Linked DNA regions of Zea mays: region 2 is linked to region 1. A link is a contact called in public Hi-C data. All regions are on one chromosome and are shown on one strand. The core of a region is the stretch at or near the end of the contact, and the rest is flanking DNA. Distances in the headings are between cores, read along the strand shown. Region 1 holds the start of LOC100273739. Region 2 holds the start of LOC100281654 (flavonoid 3-monooxygenase).

Region 1 (7,584 bases), core at 1,766-4,265:
CGACACAACTCGTAGTGCTTCAGCATGACACGAGCATGATTTATATAGTGTCATTGCCGGCACGACACGAGTCTAGTGTCGTGTTTGGGCCGCCACCCCAGCACGATGGACTGACTCCTGCTCGGGTATGCTTTTGATAGCTTGACACAGCTAAATTTCCTGACTTCAGTGTTTAGTTTTGACATTGTTCAATCATCTTTAGGCTTTGGATGATAGTTTCAAATTATTGTTCACTTTAGTAATTGTTAGCTGTGCACTGTAAGTAACTGTGTGTACTCTGTATTATTTGTCTACATATTGACAGCTGTTATTTAGTGTGCTCTAAGGCTCTAAGCTGGTACTAGTCGTTATTAGTTGCTTGCACTGCTTTTGATGTCAGATGGAAGTCTCATCGATCTGTGCCATCATGGACCTTCGGCACTACCTACCTATGAACTGCCAGAAAATCATCTAATTGTCCAAATCCCAGAGATTTTTAAAAAAAACATTGTGAGGTGGGGTTTTTTTTTTTGCACAACTAAAATGAAACTTTGCCAGGACTATGTGTTATTTCTGATCATAGTATGAAACTTTGCCAGTATAGTTGTATACTTGTATTGCCAATGAAACATTTTGTTAGGCTGCATGGTTGCCTAAACTGGTTTCTTTCTTTCTTTTTTTGGTCTTATTTCAGGAGGTTGAATATGCCGGAGGAGGGATCCCCTTAATTTAATGCCCATTTCTACTCTTGAAAAATTACCCTGTACTCCTCAATACACGAGAAGTGCAGTTCTTTTTTGTGTGGATTTGTAGAACTATTCTTTAGATGCGTTTGTATGGAATTTGCGACCGTGTAGCAAAGTCGCAGGATACCCACTGGACGGTATCATACGGCAGGTTTATAGATGGTTTGTTCATTTTTTGGGAGCGCAGTTTTTAAAATCACAGTTTTCAATACCAATACCATACTCTAATAACTTGAATGACATAAGCATGCTTTTTTTACAGCAGCCAATCGAATACGTGTTTGGTGCCATGGTTTTTATTCTATCATCAGTTCCATTCAAAAGACGTTAACTAGCGATCATACAAGCAGCGATCATACAAGAAGCGTCATACAAGCAGCGTCAAAAATTCATATCAAGCAACAAGTAAATAAAACGATACATGATACATATTACAGTATTATCTTAAGTTTCTTTTAACATGTTTAGATATGATTGGTTAGATATATTATCTTAAAAGTTTCTTTTAACATGTTTAGATATGATTGGTTTTTAAACATGTCGTAGCTGTAAATTCTGTGTTACTTCGCTACTAAACTATTGTGTCATATATTAATAGTCTAGCTATTGAATTTATATATAGGATTGGGACCCTATAGATTTGGGGGCTCAGGCTCGGGGCGCCGGCCCCTCTGCTCCACCCTGAGGATCGTCGTTGCATACAAGTCAAATAAGTCACAATAGTTTACATGGGCTAAAAAGAAAGAAGCGCGTGGTAGCTGGAGGGTGTTTGCAAGCAAAATATTTTTTAGAGTTTTGAGATAAAACTATGGTATTGAAAAACAGTATGCTATATTTTGGTAAAAGGTGTCTCGCTACCTTGTAAAAAATCTGTTTTAAATATCTTGGTTTATAAGTTACTTTGGTAACTCCACTTCAACTTAAAGTTTTTGTTTATAACTAGCTTTTGTAACATGTACACTAAATACTATGGTTGACATATTTTGTCTCCAAACAAATATTGCTTGGAGTGATGTACAAAAATACTATAGTTGTGTCACGACATTTTAAAACTACGGTATTGTAAAACCATGGTTTTTGAAATATTTGGCTTCCAATACGCCTCATACTTCGGTATGGACTAAAGTTTTTCATGTCCTAGGTATTGCCAAAACCAAGGTTTTATATATTATGGTTTTAAATAGTCTATCAAAACACCTTAGGTCCTGTTTGGAAGCGTAGTATTTTTGCAGTTTTGAAACAATACTATGGTATTTGATGATACTATAGTATTGAAACATAAAAGGTGTTTGATTTGTACAGGCAAAACACAGTTTTAAATACCATGATTTACCTGAAACCGTGGTATTTTTGGAGTTTTCGAAACTCCACTCAGGACCTCAGTTTTCTTCTCTTCTCTCTACGTATACCTTGTTTTTCTAACGGAACCAAACATATCTCGGTTTTGAGGAATACTATGGGTTTACTGTGGTAAAGTAATATCGTAGTATTTTTGTCATGTATAGTTGTAAACTATAATATCTCAAAACTACAGCATTTCAAAACTGCATTTCCAAACAGGCCCTTAAGGCTTTTAAAAGCATGGTATTAGCAAATACCACAATATTATTCACAGTATTGTTAGAACTAGGAAAATACGGTCTCTCCAAACAAGCGTAGGGCCTGTTTGGTTCAGCTTTTCTTTGACCAGCTTTTCTGAAAATCTGGCTGTGGAAAGAATTTGGCTGTGCGGAGAATCTGAGTATCATTACGATTACGTATGGAGGGAGATAAAGTTGTTCATAGGGCTCAGGATTTAGAAAGTGACGGATTCCTACTATTACAACGACTCAACCGATTATGTGTTTATGTTGATTTTGGATGGTTTTTGCCCCAACGAATTTTATAGAAGCTGGCTGAAAAGCTGAACGTTTGGCAGTCCGCAGCAGTTTTTGGTGGCCAGAAGCCGAAACAAACAGGGCCGTAGGACGGTAGGAGTAGTTTTCGACCAATTTTCAACAGGCGCGTCAGCTGATTCCACATGCATCCGTTGGATAATTTTGTGGCATGCAACGGAACCGTCCATGAATAGGCAAACTAGGCAACGGAATAAAATCCCCTGCGTCCAAGTATAGGCACCACCCAAAGCCGGCAAGCAGGCGTCAGCCACCATCTTCCCTTCTCTGATCCTAGCTTGTCTCCTGGCCCTCCGCCCTTCCATTGCTGCGACTGCGAGCTGCGGCCTTTATGTACCCCCTGACCTTCCGCTCCTTCGCCTCCTTTCCCCACCATTCCCATGGTGGCCCCCCTCGCCTCCTAAGGCACCATCTCCGAGGACCAGGGCGGCCACCACCTACCCGGCTTCGCATTCGGCAGCCCCAATCGGCCGACCGCCTTTCGGTCCTTGTGTGTCCCCTCTCCAGCGGCGCCATACAACAAACAGTACAATGCCTTCAAATTCTGCCGTAGTAGTAGTTATCGCCATCTTTCTTGTTGTTATCCTCGGCGCCAGCCACGCGGTCACCGGCGCCCGTGTCGGCACCATGATGATCCGGCAGCCTTCTTCGTCCTCCTCCGTCCTGATGTTCAGGGAGGCGCCCGCGTTCCGGAACGGCCCCGACTGCGGCGCGGACGGCCGGGTGGACATCGCCATGACGCTGGACGCTAACTACCTCCGCGGCACCATGGCCGCGGTGCTGTCCATCCTGCAGCACACGGCGTGCCCCGAGAGCGTAGCGTTCCACTTCCTCACCGCCGACGCCGACGCCGACGGCCACGGCCTCTCCGCCGCGCTGCGCGCCTCGTTCCCGTTCCTCGACCTGCGGGTGTACCGCTTCGACCCGTCGCGCGTCCGCGACCGTATCTCGCGGTCGGTGCGCCAGGAGCTGGACCAGCCGCTCAACTACGCGCGCGTCTACCTCGCCGACACGCTGCCGCGCGACGTGCGCCGCGTCACGTACCTCGACTCCGACGTGGTCGTGGTGGACGACGTCCGGACGCTGGCGTCCGTGGACCTCGCGGGCCACGTGGTGGCGGCGCCCGAGTACTGCCACGCCAACTTCAGCAACTACTTCACGGACGCCTTCTGGTCGCACCCGGCGCTCAACGGCACCTTCCACGGGCGCCGCCCATGCTACTTCAACACGGGCGTCATGGTCATGGACGTCGACAAGTGGCGCGCCGGCGGGTACACGCGCCGGGTGGAGGAGTGGATGGCCGTGCAGAAGCGGCGGCGGATCTACCACCTCGGCTCGCTGCCACCGTTCCTGCTCGTCTTCGCCGGCCACATCCGGGCGGTGGACCACCGGTGGAACCAGCACGGGCTCGGCGGCGACAACGTCGAGGGCCGCTGCCGGGGTCTCCATCCGGGCCCTATCAGCCTCCTTCACTGGAGCGGCAAGGGCAAGCCGTGGCTCCGCCTCGACGCCCGCCGGCCGTGCTCTGTGGACTACCTATGGGCGCCCTACGACCTCTACCGTTACTCGTCGCCGGTGATCGACGAGTGGTGACTGGTGAGCCGTGACGTGGTGTGAGCATGCACCACCTGAGGAGCTACTAGCAAATGGTAGGACAGTTCGATCTTGCAGAGGGGAAGAGGCATCACAATGATGCATGCATGCATTGCTATCTCTTGATCTTTTAATTTATATAATACTGTGCAATTCACCCTCTTAATTTTGTATATATAGATATATAGAACCTGTTGTAAATTTGTACAGATTATTATTAGTATGCATGGTGGGGAGGCTCATGCTGACAAATGTATGTACAATTGTACCGTATATCTCGAGTTCATGGTAATACAACACATAGATTCTATGCACACTACCATACACACCTGTCTTGCCGAGTGTTATCTCGGAAAGTACGTGTCAAACTATTTGCCGAGTGTGACAATCGTTAAAGAAGTCTCGTCGAGCTGTACATCTACAACGGTTTCTTTTCCGAATACTTTTTATCAGATACCTGGCAAAGTCATCTGATACTCTGTAAAGAAAAGTCGTCGTCACGATGCTAATTGACGGAGCCTTTGCCGAGTGTTCTCTCCGACACTCGGCAAAGAAGCCTCCTTTGCCAAGTACCTGCTATATTTGTCGAGCCTTTGTCGAGCTTAACACTCGGCAAAGAATTGGATTCTGGTAGTGGTAGTACATGTTCTTAAATACTCTCCTATAGTACTTAACGAATGCATATGCATATTTACATGGCTCTTTTTTCTGCTTTCTGAAGGATAGGACAAGATCTCTGATATATTTTTACTCCGTTCATTCTAAATTGTATCATTTGTAAGTTGTTATTGGTTTTTCGCTTGGGAAAATCGGTGGTCGGTGCACTACTTTAAAAAAACTAATGTAAGAGCAAGGAAACCTCTAGAGATAATTGTTAGCAGCTTGAATTAGTTGTAAGTGTTCCAAACACTCTAACTAAAGTCTCAAATAATTGTTAGTTGTATGCCTAACTAGTAACTAATAATCAATCAAATAGCTAGGTTAGGGAAGTTAAAATCAATTAAAACCTAGCAAAAGACAGGATTGCCCCTTATCGTTTCAACATGGCTCTCGATCTTTACACAATGCTTGTTCGACTCTATCGCCCGAACCATCGATGCTTTGCAGAAACATTGTCGCCTGGTTCTATATTTTTTTATGAATTCATGTTACTTGTCACATGTTTGGAGTTTGGAGGGTGAACCCCAATTCTTTGTAAAGAATAAAGATGATTGAAAAAAGGACTCAACGACACTATGGTAAACTAGTAAGTTCAACCTACATATTGGTTGGAGGTTTAAAAAAACTTCTAATAGTTAACCGGCTAATAGTTAGCTGACCTATTTTAGCTAACAATTTGTTTGTTGGTTAACTATTAGCTTTAGAGGTTACAAATAGGTTCTAAACGCTTATTTGAATCATAGCTCAATTATTATAATCTAGATTATGCATAGTATTATTGCAGTTAGGATTAAGGATTATGAATAATAAAAGTGTTTAGGTTAATAGATTATGTTGATTGATTAAAGTGAGAAATTTTTACCTTATCTTTTTATTGGACAAGTAAGATAGAGAGGGGGGGCAAGTTAAACGTCCAATACCTATAATCTTCTATAGCCTCGTCACACCTGAATAATCAAGAGTCTTGTTACAATAACTCGTTATATAATCAATTATGTTTAAATAAAACTTAATTATATAATCTGATCATTATATTCCGAAGGTCATTGTTGGTCACCCTATGATTTTCCTCTCTCTTATTTTGACTTGGTCCTACACTTGTCGGCACACCATGTCTATTGTTAGGGGTGGAAACGAGCCGAGCTCGACTCAGCTCTTCCATCTAACGAGCTTGAAAAAACGGCTCTGCTCGTTTCTGGCTCGCGAGCCAGCGAGACTAGCCATAAACATGAATTTGCTCTTTAAATTGTAATATAAAATATATAAAAAATAAATAACATATTTTAAATTAGTAAAATAGATATATTACTAATCTAATATAGAAAATAGATTAATTTTGTATACTAATCTCAAATAATAAATTAATTGTTTGCTCGATACTAATATTATATGCTAATTAGAATTTTATGTAACAAATTGTCGTTGGATCGAGCCACGAGCCAGCTCGCGAGGAGCGAGCCGAGCCGAGCTGGCTCGCTCTTTTCATGAGCCACTAAAACAGGTTCGGCTCGGACTTGTTCTGAGCCTCGAGCCGATCTGTTGCGAGACCGAGCTAACTCGTCGAGTTCGAGCTTTTTTTCTAGCCCTATCTGTCGTTACGACTAATTTATATATTTCTCATGCATTCCATATATATGTTCCGCATGTAGTTGTCGATATTCATGTCAAATTTGTAAAAATATGTACGAATAGAACAAAGTTATTCTGAGCATCACAATTAGCATTAGATACAGTATTTGTTTGCGCAGATCGGTGGATGTGAGGTGGAGTTTGTGGAAAATGCAAGGGACAGAGACATAAAGTTTTGCGTTGCGTAACAATAATGATTTGACATGGAGAAACACGGCATGATATGTCTGGCAGTGAAAGACATGGTGCAGCTAGAGGGTTACGTCAATGGAATGCAACGGATCGGAGGGTTATTGTTTCAAGTTTATTTTCCTTGAAAATTGCTTTGCATGTAACTACCCTACTTCTATAAAATTCGTAGATTTTATTCAAATACTACCAGTGAAAGTTTCCGTGCATATGTCAGTGAAAGATAGGTTTGAAAACAATTCATAAATCTTTCGGTAGGAGTAGTGTGGAGTGAAAAGAAAGTATTGTAACACGCAGAGGGGGTTAGATGTAAAAGCTATGCGCAGCCAAGGGCCAAATACAGAGGAGACAGAGAGAGGGCGTCGCGATCGCAACCGCCCGAGCCCGGCCGGTCCCATCATCGACGCCAGTGTGCATTATTACGCCCCGCCATCAGCCGGCCGGCAACTCGACAGGGAAAAGGAAGACGCACCGCTAGAGCTGAGATGTCCTTCTTCTTCCGCATGGCGTCGCGGCTGCGGCCGTCGACGCCGGAGGAGGTGGTGCGCTCCATCAAGGACTCCTTCCTCGCGCTCCACACGCGCACCCACGCCAAGGTGATCTCCGAATCTCTCCGTCTCCTGCCCCCCTTCAGCCGGGCATCCTCTCCAGTCTCCAGTAGTTCTCGCGCGTTTTTTTTTTTCCTTGGAGATCTAGAGGCCAGTCGATCCATGCGAACCCGATCTCTGATAGCCTCCGGTGACGGAATCGGATGTGCCGGTTTCATTTCGGTACGATCATCGTCGTTGGGTTCTCCCCCACGTGCCTGCTGATCATTTTCCTTCCTTTTGTTTATATATGTATATAATTGGGGGTTTACGATTAGTCGTGCATATTTTGGTGGGTCGAAATGG
Region 2 (7,584 bases), core at 3,069-5,568, 280 kb before region 1:
TGCCCGTCCCCTCCCCTCCCCCATCCCAGTGATACGGTAGCCCGCCAGCCTCGCGTCCCGCCGTCACCCGTTCACTTCCTCTCCCTGCCGCCACAGCTCGCGCAACCCCCATCTCACCCTCTTCCTTCCTGCCACACCATCGCTACCACCGCCCGCCCTGAGAGGGCCCGGCGTCATGGACCCCCTCAAGAAGATGATGGCGCGGGGAGTGTTCTCGGACCTACAGAACTTCTCCGGCCATATGGAGCACCTGGTCAGCGCCGACGACCTCAATCGCATGGCTCGACGGTAGGTTGCTGGCTCATTCTTTGGATCGTCTTCGATTCATTCGTCGCCTTCGCGGCTCTGGTCCGTGCCCCCGCCGCCCCCACCACCAAGCCCCCAGCGGCTGCCGGTGCGGTCCGCCGTCCAGTGCCACGCGGTCTTGGCGAAGTCGCTGATGCGGCGGAAGCAGAAGCTGCTGCAGTGCCACGCGGAGTTGGCGAGGAGCGGCGCGTCCGTCTGCCGGGAGTGCGCGTACCTCGTCTCTCCGGCCCAGTACCTGTGCATCGACGCCCTCCAGCTCCTGTCATCCACCCGTGTAGCCTGCAGAGGTTCTCCATGGTGACGTTCTCGTGGTAGTAGTGGGGGGATTATTGTCCTCAAGGGCTTGGGAGGAGATTCCCAGATCGGCCAAAGAAAGTACGTCATCTTCCTTCTGCCCATGCGCGTACATATATCATTAGGATTAGAATTGGCACGCCGATCAAGAAGACCATAAGTGCCCTTAGATCACATATTCACATCCCCCGAGCGCACACTTCAGCCTTGACATGGTCAGCGCTGCCTTTGACACAGGCTGCAATGGATTCACCAAACCCATACAATATAAGAAGAGACAACGCACGAGCATGGAACAGCAACGGCCGGCCTCCATGACTAGAGCAGTCCCAGAATCCAACAACAACCAGCATCATTCCCCATTGGAAGGCCGAATGCGCCACACGCCCGCGGCAGATAAGCGTCTCGACGGGCCAAAGAACCTACCCCCTCTCGCCATGCAGCGCAGATCTGACGGGAAGGGAACGCGGGTGAATCGCAGATGCCGTCGGTCTTCTTGTGCCCGTAGTGCTTCACCTTTCTTCACGTTCTACAGGGGAGCAAAAGGTCAACTCTGCAACTTCAGTTGTATCAATGCAACCGTGAGATCCTATGTTCTACTGTCATTAATTTTGTGCCCCCTATTCTAATTGTTGTTAAAGTAAGGCCGAGTATAGTTATTTTGGAAGATGTTTCTATGGCCAATGAGCAATTATATTAATTAAGTCGGTGAAATGAAAAGTTTTGAGGGTTTTGTTATTATTTACAAATGAAAAAATGGAATTAGTAGGTGGTCCCAAGTACGTGCCCGTTGCAGTGCCTTCAGATCTACTAGGCAAAGAAATTAAGGAGGCCCTTGCAGCTGAAAGCAATAACAGTTTCGTGATCTGGTACTTGTCTTTGATGTGCCATCTGACTTCCATTGGCCTCTAGATAGTCGACTTGTGTCTTAGTGCTTCAGCATATATATAAGGTCCTATGGTCCAATATTTATCGTTAATGGCTACCAGTTGATTTAACTTATACAATTGGTAACTGTTGTATGCAGATTGAGAAGTTCAGAGATACACTTGCGAAGCACAGACTTCTGACACCAACGACACCATTGGCAAGGCAGGGATCTGATGATATGTCCTTGGTGTCATCCGTGATATAAACCACTTCCTTTAGTCATGTGTTATTCTTCATTGTTATTCATGTGTACAATTTGTTCCTTTCCATTGTCACAGAGTTCAGGTTTTCAGATTTTTTTGCCTGTGAAGTCTACCCACGCTGCCTCGCTCTTGTTCTTTATAATGAGATGAAATTGTATGGTGGCTTTCGAGTGAGATGAAATGTATGGTGGCTTTGGGAGTGACTCATTGTGGTTTACTAAGTATGGTGGCTTTGCGAGTGAACCATTGTGGTTTACCAAGTCCATTTCAATTCGAAAAAATGGCATCGGGAGGCAAAACAACTGCAAAAGGGAGCAAGGTTATGGCGGTACCGATAGCAGGCCCAGGTTGTCTGGCAAGTCCAAGCCATATGCTTAGCGACAAATGAACATGTGCTGTATATATTGCTAAGTTACAACACAGACCAAATAAATTTAGTCCAACCAGTTTTTAGAAAAATACCGTAGCAAAGCACGAGTAACTGACTAGTGTTACATTTAAATGAGAGTAGAACTTTCACTGAAAATGGTCTAATGATTGAGAGTTCAATTGAAGTATACCGAGATTTTCCAAACAAAAATTCCAAGCCTTCGAATCTCGGTGATAGTCTTGTGATATCTCTGCTAGCTTTCACGTGCAATGCTTTATTCAGATGATATAAAGACCCAGGATACGATGTTCTAAACGACTAAACCACTTAATTACTAAGAGAAAAATATTAGGCAGAGCAAGATAGGCTTGCATGCATCACAGGACAGCATACAGGCGAGCAGGAAGCTTGGGCTCAGCGACGGCCTGGAGCGGAACCAAGCGCGGCACGGTGAGCCCGAACGTTTCTTCCATGCCCAGCTCCTCGGCCGCCACGCCGTCGGGGAGCCGCCAAGCGAAGGCGTGCAGCAGGTTGCCCAGGATCGTAGGCACCATCCTGAGGGCGAGGCCCATGCCGGGGCACATGCGGCGGCCGGACCCGAACGGCAGCAGCTCGAAGTGCTGCCCTTTGACGTCCACGCCGCTTCCGGCGAACCGCTCCGGCCGGAACTCCAGGGGAGCTTCCCACACCGCCGGGTCACGGCCGATGGCCCAGGCGTTGACGAAGACGCGCGCGCCCGCCGGGATGTCGTAGCCGCCCACGGACACGTCCTCCCGACACAGCCGCGGAGTCAGGAGCGGCGCGACTGGGTGCAGGCGCAAGGTCTCCTTCACGACGGCGTCGAGGTACGGGAGGCTTGGGATGTCCCCCTCTGCCACAAGACGGTTGCGGCCGACGACACGGTCCAGCTCCTCGGTGGCCTTGGCGAGGACCTCTGGGTTCCTCAGGAGCTCTGACATGGCCCACTCCACAGTCACCGCCGAGGTGTCGGTGCCGCCGCCCATCAGGTCCTGGGGTGCAGGACGACCACTCCATCATTAGTCTACTTTTGTGCTTGGCTGAACTCTGAAGTTTAAATCTAATTAACCTAAGTTAAAATATGCTACGCATGATGTGGATTAGTAACGCTTACTAGAGTGAACCCCTTCACATTATCCCGCGTGATGGGGACCTCGAGCTGGCTGGGGTCGTCAGCGAGCTCCAAGAGCACGTCCATCATGTCCATGGCGACGAAATCCTCTCCTTCTCGGCGCCGCCGCTCGTTGTGCTCGTCCACCACGTGCTCCAGGAACCGGTCCAGCATCTTGGCCGACCTCTTCATCCTCTTGACGTACCCTTGCGGGTCCAGGGGGCTGAGCCACGGGATCATGTCCGCGACGTTGAGCACGCCGTTGAGAAAGAAGTGCTCGTCGATCAGCCACCTGAACTCCTCGGGCGTCGCCGGCGAGCTAGACCCCTCGACGACGTACTTCTTGCCCAGCAGCATGCGCGAGACGACGCTGAGGTTCACCATGTAGAGGTGCTCCCTGAGCGTCACCGCGTCGTGGCCGCCGGCCGGCGCCGACGCCGCCGCACGCAGGTCGCTCAGCATGGCGCGCACCTCGTCGCTGCGGACGTGCTCGAGCGACATGAGCCGCCTCGCGCTGAAGAGCTCGGCCTGGCAAAGCCTGCGCGCCTGACGCCAGTACGCGCCGTAGGGCTGGTAGAAGAGGCCAGCGCAGTTGTAGGTGGTGTACCTGCCGGCCGCCGTCTGAGGACGGTCGATGAAGGCCAGGTCGTGGGTCTTGAGGATGAGCCTCGCCGTGTCGATCGACGACGCGACGACGACGGGAAAGGAGCCGAACCGCAGGGACATGAGCGGGCCGTACCTCTTGGAGAGCTCGTGGACGGAGTGGTGAGGCAGCGGGCCGATCAGGTTCAGGTTGCCGATCACCGGCCACGGCCGCGGGCCTGGTGGGAGCCTGTACTTGCGCGTCGAGCGCGCGCGGAGCCGGAGAACGGTTACGAGGAAGAGAGTGGCGCCAGCCACTACGGCGACGAGGAAGAAGGATGCGGAGGACGGTGCTGGTAGCTCCATGGGGACTTGGGAGTTGGGACGTACCAGTAGGGGTGTGCGACGAGCCCTTTTTTTTGATACTAGTCCCCTTTCTCGCTTGTTCCGTTAGGTCAATCCAGAAAAGGATTAGAAGGAATATTTATCTAGATTGTTATAACCGAACACGCCCTCCGTGGGTCTGTAGGGAGCTATTCAGCCCAAATGCTCGGCTCCGAACGGTCCTTAACGAGCGGATGTGTAGGAGCGCTTGAGCCATTCGATACCCAGGCAGGGTGCCGAGCTGAAGCCCGACGCGTGGGTGCAGCGGCTTCGTGTTACAGCACCGATGCAGTAATTTTTTTTCTTCATTCAGTAGATCCACAATCATGTAGTGTCGTCCCTACGCCCAATAAATGTATAACTGTATAGTCAGTCATTCGCAAGCAAGAGACCCACTAGACTAGCTGGTCCCCGTTAGCTCCTCTATCTCATCTTCAATCACATCTTTTATTTTAAACTTCAATCGATAAATTGTGTTGTCAGAACTGCAAAATAGTGTTTTGAACCTCCATATGCACAGCCTGCCGATGACAGCATAAGGTCTACTTGTCAATAGTCGTTGTCCATATTTAATATTAATGTTGGTGCACACTAAACACTAGGGATATATCGACTAGTGGTGCCCTCTGCGGCGGCACGAACGGTTCGCGACATCGCTTCAAGAGCGACTCCTTCCCCGCATCGCTTTGGACGGTCCACACTATGGACCAGATGGTCCATGATGGCTCAAGGTCCTCTTCCTCCTTGCATGAACCCAGATCATGCCCCATAGGGAGAGACCTTAGGGTGCTCCGGTCAGCAGGCCACCCGGAGGGTAAGATCCAAGTATCGTCTTGAATCGGCAGGCCACACAAGACGGATATCGACGTAGAGTCAAATAGGGGTGGTCGGGTGGAGGTGGATATGCGGAAAGCTACAACTAAAGCTATGCTATATCTATACTACTCTATTAAGAACCTAATGTGGCCACCTCGTGCTACCATGACTTCACTCTCCGCGCTGACACTCCGGGTCCGACCACCACACCGCACAAAAAATAGTGCAGAGCTGAAAGAGAAATGTGCCCTTAGGCCATTTCTAGTTGTTTTGGTGATCAAATGTTCAACATATTACTAAGAACTAATACTACTCCTATGAGCACGGACACATGTGTTTAGAAAGCAAATTAAAACAAAGGTATGTTTCTAGCACTTAATCATTTATTTTATGTGCTAACAATGTTCATCTAAATGCTAGAAAACTTCTCAAGTCAAGCAAAAATATAGTGGAGAAGGTTGGCTAAATATGGCCAAACTTGGGCCAGTCTTGACCTCACCGGACAGTCACACGAGACATGCTCGGGCAAGTCGTGATTGCGCTTAGGCGAACCGTGACTGTCTCCCATCTGAGGATGGCCTTGGGCGTGCCGGGGCTGTGTCTTCCGCCGAGGTTTGTCTCGAGCGAGTCGTGACTGCCTCGGGCGTGTCGTGGCAACGGACAAGCTGTGGCCTCGGACAAGCTGCTACCTCGGGCGCGTTGCTTCCTCGGGCGGGTTGTGGCCTCGGGTGAGTCGTGTCCTGTGTGCCATGCAACCGAAGGCGCACAACGGTCGGCTCGGCTGATGAAGGAAACATATCACTGATTGTCAATATGGTGCACTCGCAAAAAGGGAAGGCTGGGAGCTTCCAACTGAATCTCTCACAGCTTATAGGTCACTTGAGGCTATGAAAGAACCCCCTAGGCACATTGAAACAGTACCCAAGCACCCTTTGAGCACACTACAACTTCGAACCTCTACGACCACGTTGCTGATTTATTAGAGAGAGATTTGAGCACGTTCTTGAACTATGACTCTGTCGTTTTGATTCGTGCGCTCTCTCTTTTGCTTGTGTGCGTGTTGTTGATGCGTTGTGTTCTTGTGTATGTCTCTACTCCCCCCTTTCTTCGTTTTGATTGTAATCATTTGTGGAGATTTCTCACAGTGGGATATTGATATAAGAAAGACAATTGTGGTACTCAAGTTTGATCTTTGGATCACTTAACAGGGATTAAGTGCAACCGTTGACCAAAAAAGGTCACCACAACGTGGAGTAGGCATTGGCCAAACAACGATAAAAATTGTTGTGTCTCTTGTCTATTTTAATTATTATGATTAATGTCTTCTCGAGTTCTCTACTCACTTGCAATATTGCTCCTAAGTTTAATACTCATCTTAAAGAAGCAATCAAGTGAAGAGTTCTCATTGCTTCTCTCTTTTCATCCTAACTTGGTTTTAGTTCTCACTAACACATATTATAAACCAAGTTTGTGTTGTTTAGAGATAATTTTCAGGATCACCTGTTTACCCCACTCTAGGTGCTCTCAATTGGTATCAGAGTCGTTCTCTTCATCAAGGGACTAACCGCATAAAAAGATGGATCCTAAGGGCAAGAGGATTGTGATTGATGACAAGTAGAAGGAGACTGTCAACAACAATGAGCTAAAGGGAGATAAGCCCATCGACTTAGGCTCAAACAACAAGAAGAAGGACGAGAAAAAGAAGATGTGCATCAAAAAGATAGTCTACTATGCACAACAACAATGCCTCCTTATCTTCACCAAAGAACGACGACGACTCTTCTTCAAAGAAAAAAACGGTTAAGCAACATTACTTTTTTTATTATTCCTACATTACATACAACTTCAATGCTCATTTATTGTCTATTCCTCTTAGCAAGCCCCCTCACTTTGTTGAGGAAGATTATTCTTTTTGGAATCATAAAATGCGTAGTCATCTATTTTTTTCTTCATCCTTGCATTTGGGAAGTAGTAGAAAATGGAATAGAAGATCAAATGGTCTTTTAGGTTATCTACGTGTTATGAGGCCCGAGGCCCCTAAGCACCATGGGTCCTCTTGGGCTAAAAAAAATTTAAGTCTCCAAGGACATTGAGCCATGGGGTTCTATTCAATAAATATGTCTTTGGAGACCTCCATGTCCGATGATATATGAAATTAAGTTCTTAGAGAATCCCATGCCCCCATACCTTTGATCAATAGATAGAAACACTTTTAGATAGAAAGAGTGAAGTTAGGCTTGCTAATAGGTTTTAATTCGTGTAAGAAAATTTAGAGAAGCTCATTCACCTCCCTCTTAAGCATCTTAATCCTTCCACAAGGAAACAAATCAAATATTACAATGAGGAAAGTGGTTGAAAGAAACCCTGGCTCCTTTTGGGTTCCTCAACGAAGATGTAAGAGTCATGAAGATGAGTCCAAATTTCGATGCATAAATTAGGTGTAACCTTTATTTATTATTGTGTTCTTATTGTACATATGCTTGATCTTTATTGTTTCAACTTGATCTACTTGTTGTGAACCATTTAGGCAAAACCATCACATGAAACTTGCTCATCATACTTCCCTACAT

The links. A called contact is a pair of places that touch in the nucleus more often than the background predicts.
Region 2: a contact with region 1 is called in a Hi-C map of leaf, with 3 times the contacts expected there. The contact joins the promoter of LOC100281654 here to the promoter of LOC100273739 in region 1. A contact is called at or near these places in 8 of 25 Hi-C or Micro-C datasets (bundle sheath, ear, endosperm and 3 more) and 1 of 3 datasets of contacts at active chromatin or transcription factors (leaf).

What each region holds. Positions count from the first base shown.
Region 1 is chr1:62,616,994-62,624,577 of Zm-B73-REFERENCE-NAM-5.0, reverse strand. LOC100273739 reads left to right here and starts at 3,015. Exons shown (of 1, transcript NM_001148148.1): 1 at 3,015-4,526. The coding sequence starts at 3,152. The coding sequence ends at 4,213. It overlaps LOC100283342 (protein Mo25), which reads left to right and starts at 7,130. Exons shown (of 11, transcript NM_001156243.2): 1 at 7,130-7,287. The coding sequence starts at 7,177.
Region 2 is chr1:62,894,561-62,902,144 of Zm-B73-REFERENCE-NAM-5.0, reverse strand. LOC100281654 (flavonoid 3-monooxygenase) reads right to left here and starts at 4,318. Exons shown (of 2, transcript NM_001154573.2): 1 at 3,236-4,318; 2 at 2,336-3,113. The coding sequence starts at 4,180. The coding sequence ends at 2,481. LOC103635244 reads left to right here. Exons shown (of 2, transcript XR_557258.4): 1 at 1-288; 2 at 1,628-1,940.